Linked DNA regions of Zea mays: region 2 is linked to region 1. The links are chromatin contacts, called in public Hi-C maps. All regions are on one chromosome and are shown on one strand. The core of a region is the stretch at or near the end of the contact, and the rest is flanking DNA. Distances in the headings are between cores, read along the strand shown.

Evidence for each region. Hi-C and Micro-C count contacts between places; a contact is called where the count stands out from the background.
Region 2: a contact with region 1 is called in a Hi-C map of endosperm, with 1.8 times the contacts expected there. The contact joins the promoter of LOC100193387 here to the promoter of LOC100273821 in region 1. A contact is called at or near these places in 5 of 25 Hi-C or Micro-C datasets (ear, endosperm, leaf and 2 more).

Annotation. Positions count from the first base shown.
Region 1 is chr4:18,123,217-18,125,822 of Zm-B73-REFERENCE-NAM-5.0, forward strand. It overlaps LOC100273821, which reads left to right and starts at 1,326. Exons shown (of 5, transcript NM_001165634.2): 1 at 1,326-1,901. The coding sequence starts at 1,390.
Region 2 is chr4:18,306,306-18,308,911 of Zm-B73-REFERENCE-NAM-5.0, forward strand. LOC100193387 (protein Z) reads right to left here and starts at 1,322. Exons shown (of 2, transcript NM_001138516.2): 1 at 722-1,322; 2 at 1-248. The coding sequence starts at 1,294.

The DNA.
Region 1 (2,606 bases), core at 76-2,575:
TTCCTATGTGCCATCCTAGTTCTTCTCTATTATTTCACCAAGATAAATGTTGACATGATTCCTATGAAAAACATATGAACCGAAAAAATAAACTTTAAAATAAATAATGTAAGTATTATGGACACCAAAACAAAATGGGAAAATATGGACTAACATCATTTTTTGAGTGTGTACAAATAAAACTCTATATCGAAGATGCATAAGAATAATGCATAAAACTCATCGGGAGACGAGGCATCACTGCTGCATGCTATGTCTAACTTAGTGGTGGTGGTCACGTATGAGAAAGGCCATATTTATAGAGGGAAACTTTAGTACCAATTCTAACTAAGAACTGGTACTAAAGACATTTGAGCGGAAAGTGAAAGTTTTGGGCTAGCATCGAAATATCTTTAGTACCGGTTCTAGCAAAAAAAAACGGTAGCAAACCTTTCACTCTTACTACCGATTTTTATAAGAACATGTACTAAAGTAATTTGGGTGGGAACCCAAAACTTCTATCAAGAATGGAAAATAGCCTTTAGTACCAATTCTTTGCTGGAACTAGTACTAAAGGGATCTCTGTTTTTTGTAACAACTTATGGATCTTGGGTACCGGTTGATGTTTTCAATCGGTACTAAGGGCGTGTTTGGCATAGCTCTGCTCTACTTCATAGCAGCTCTACTCTATAATTTTAGGTGGAGCAACTCTGCTCTAGAGTTTAGATTACTTCTCATAACCAGTGGAAGTGGCGGGTAAATAACTGTAAACTTCATATCTAAATTGCTTTTTTAGAGATTTTGGAGTAGCAAAAGAGGTACTCTAAAGATTTGTATTGTAGCCCTGAAAACACCATATAGTTTGTAACTCTGGGTTTGGGTGTTTGGCAGGCTCTCGCCAACTCCTCTTTAGAGTTTTGCTCTCGAGCTATGTCTATATGTTGTAAAGAGTTCAAATTTAGTGTTTAATCAACAAATGTTGATGAACAAAAGCCTCATTCTCTAGTAATATATATGAGCAATTCTCGTCTATGCATGAATCATATACAAAAAAAAATATGTGTCTAGGTACACAAACCAACATGATGAAACTACCTACTAGTAACCTAGCTAGAACGGGCACACATGTGGCTCTCTTGCACATCATATTTCCATCTTTTTACAGAATCTTGTTTGGAATCATTGCTCCTCCCTTCCCCATCTCATTCACCCCATGGATCTATAAATCTTGGTCATTCCACCCATCAACCACTGTATAGACCTGCACCATCATCTAAATTCTACCGGCATACTTATTCTCCCACCATAAACCCCTCCTCAACCCTCACTCTCTCGCTCCCTGTGCGCGCGGCACACACCACTCTTCTCCTTGTTAGCAGAGGGCTAGCTAGCTCATCCCCCACAGTCCTTATGCTGAATCTAGCACCATTTGAGACGCCGCCTCTTGGAAGGCAGGAGAGACCAACTAATACCATCGTCACCGCAACAGCGGCCATCGCCAGGGGAAACGAAGAAAGCTCCAGCAACACTTGCCTCCAGCACGGACATCTGGACCTCAGCCTTGGCATCTCCTTGTCTCATGGCGGCGGCGGCGGCGGCGGCAGCTGCGACGCGTCCAGCTGTGGCGGAAACAAGCAGGATAGCTATGGCGGTGGGCAGGGCAGCCGTGACGACAAGGACAACAACGTCCGTCGCATGACCAGCTGCATCGGCGGCACCGCCACTGCCAACGTGATTACCGCAGGGCACAGCAGCCTTGCTGGTGATTTGACAGCAGCACCAGGAGGAGGAGGTGGTGGCGGCTGGGCAGCGGCGTTCATGCCGAGCCCGACCGGGTTCATGCATCCATGGAGCCTCGCCGCACGGCAGCAGAAGGCTGCTGCCGAGCAAGACCGGACGCCTCCTGCCACTTACCTGTCAAGGTGAGGTCAAATGTTATACGCTGAAACAGTGAAGCGTTTCTCTGCATATGGCTATAATACGTGCATGCACCGTCAGTAATTTCTACACGGTAACAAATTGAATTAAAGCAACGCATAAGTTTATATATGATCTATGTTTGAGCTTGAACTTACTTCATATAATCGGATAAGTTTGCTGATTATCTAGGCCATAATGATATGAGACCTCCTTTTAATTTGTTTCTGAAGGAAAGCCGGCAAAATGCGTACGTGATAATGGATTTGATTTTGGAACTGCATCTATATATATATATATATAGTTGGAACTGCATGCATGCAGTGTCTTATCATTTTTATCACGCTTCATACATGGGTCATATATAGGGGGTGTTTGGTTTTTAGAGACTAATTTTTAGTCCCTACATTTTATTCCATTTTAGTTCCAAAATTGTCAGTTTCTATATTTGATAATTTATAAACTAAAATGAAATAAAATGAAAGGACTAAACATTAGTCCCTATAAACCAAACACCCTCATAGATATGCATATACTACATGGGGATACGCCCATAGCCTATAGATTTGCAATCATGACGCATAGAATGTATGCGGTGTAGTGGAAAAAAGGAGGGATCAAAGCGATCTACGTACAAATGATTGCAATCATTAACATTTTGAACAACTCATCGATGGTTTAGTATATTCTGCAAGCTAGTCTCGTCGTCG
Region 2 (2,606 bases), core at 72-2,571, 180 kb after region 1:
GCGAAAGGTCGAGTTCTATCATATTCCACAAAAGGAACGTCAACACAAGTTCGATCCAGACAGCAGAATTTTTGTACCGCGTCACTCCTCGTATCAGTCCTGTCAAGCCATCTTCCCCTAAAATACAGTGCGCTGCCAATAACAAGTCCTGTATTCTTGTCAATTAGTCCATCCGGAAGGAGCGAGGTAACAGTATCTTTTGTGGATTGTTTGACCCACATGTTAATTAGCTTGGCGGCATCTTCAGGCTTTCAAAACCAATAGAACAGAAAACGTGTGAATTTCAGAGTTAAGAGTTTCAAAAGAAAAATCACAGAAACAACACTACACATCACATGGTTGCAGTTTGCTACTGAAAAAATAGAACAGTTCAAGTAGCATTTTTTACAGAGATACCATAGTATTATTTGACGGCAATAAAGGTAGATAGTGGGCATATTTGTCACCACAAGCTCTCCAATGCACATTACCATTTCTATCAGATCAAATAAATGAACAGAAAAGGGTGCAAAGGCAGAGATCAGCAGAAAAAACATTAGACCAATTGAAATTACTTGGCTCGGTCCAGTCAAATGCCATCTATAAAAAAAGCTTAGTGAGGAACTGCAATAACATCAAACAACAAATTAAGATGTTCTGCTACAGTGACCCCTGGAACAAGCGTATTGTCGAGCACCTAATGAGCATGTGGTATAAGCGGGAACGTCTGAATATGCCACACCTTGTTAATGAAGTCAGCCGTCCGCGCCGTGCAGCTGTAGACACTACGGGCGGCCTCCACGAACCCCGGCGATAGGCTCGTTGAGGTGTCGGCCCATATTCCTCCTGCGAAGGCCAGCCGCGGGCCGCCGGACGTGGACCGGTCCTTGAACACCCGCTTGACCACGCGCGACGCCAAGTTGGCCGCTTGAACCGCGGCGCCCCTGCCCCCGCCGCCGCCGCCCAGCGCCTGGAGGACCTGCCGCCGCGTGTCGCCGCGCGCGCCGGCGGCGGCCAGGGCCAGCGAGGCGTAGACTGCGACGGGGGCCACGGCCGCGTTCTCGGTCGCCGAGGCGGCGAGGACGCGCCCAGCGAGCGGCAGGCAGAAGGTGCGCTGCGTGGCTGCGAGCGCATCACCCCACGGCAGCGTCGGCATAATCGGCGGCGGCGCATTATGAGCGTCTTTGGGAGAGCGCGCTGCCGCGGGGGACGCGGAGGAGAAGGCACGGGGCTTGTTGCCTACGGGAATGGGGAAGAGCTGGGCGCCTCGCGGTCCCCGCAGAAGGAGGGCTCGCCGGAGGGAAGAGGCCTGCATTTTGCTAGTGAGCGCGCGTCCCCTCTCCTGTTATTTCCTAGGGTTCTTGAGGTTTTTCCTGCGTTATATGGTGAGAATGAGAAGTGGACTTAATGGAAATTCGGCCCTATTGGGCCGTTGTCAAATGTCTTCAACAAAATGGTTTTTTTGTAGGCCGGTAGTTATGTAAATAGATTTTTACGAATTAATGATTTTTCAAGTTTTTTTTAAATATCAGAGCACGAACCATTGAAAGCTAATTGGGCTAAATCTCTTTCATAGATCATCTAAAAGGAAACATTGGTTCTTAATGTCTTCAAAGACGGACCCAACACGCCCATGACAACCCAATGTAAGATGTGACAATCTTGTTTTATGATAGAAGTGTTGGTGAAAGATTTCTTTTAACTCAGCATGGACCAATAGAACAAGTAGGTAATGATGTAAACCATATAAAAAGTTGTACCAGTAAGAGAAAAGAAAATAACGCAATACTAGCTTCACACATTTAAGTAAGAAACATACTAACATGTCCCATGATACATTTACTATCATCACCACCAAATTTATAAAACAGCGGTACCCTCCAACCATCAGAAGCTTTCATAAAATCAAAATCAAAATGTGAGAGGTATGGTTTGTGGTAAGTATTCCTACTCGGCTTAATATGCACACCCAAGCTACTCTTAATGGATTTAGACATTTCATCATTAAACTAATTCCAAACTTCATTAAAATCACTAATAGGCGCTACTGGTAGAGTATTAAGTATCGGATTTTGCCTATGTGATTTTGCTGGGTTAGGAAGAAACGTATTTATACCCTGTCAAAGCTTGATTCATTGTTGTTCCATAATTGGTTCGTGAATTTTGATCTAAGTTAGGAACAAAGTTGTCATTGGGGTAGATGTGCTAGCTCCACCTAATTTGGCCTTATCGATTTCAAATGTTGAAGATACCAATTTAACTTTGTTAGCTGCTGCATAAAGCACTCAACTTTCTTAATAATTATAAGGCATTCCATACTTTAAGAGAAGGTTCAACTGATAGATCAACATAGTCGTCATTATACCCTCTAATTTATCAAAGTGTGACATAATCATATTAGAAAGAGTTGTAACATTACAATTAATAATGTTCGGTACCCAAGAACCGGGTGCCCAAAGTAGGCCCAAAACCTGTTAACGGCCCACTCGCCGACCGGCCCACCACCGAGCAAACTAGCGAGGCGGAGTGGCCGACCAACCCTTTAGTGAGCAACCCCGCGAGGCAGAGCGGACGACCAGGTTCCCTGCCGAGCAACCCTGCGAGGCGGAGCGGACGACTAGATTCTC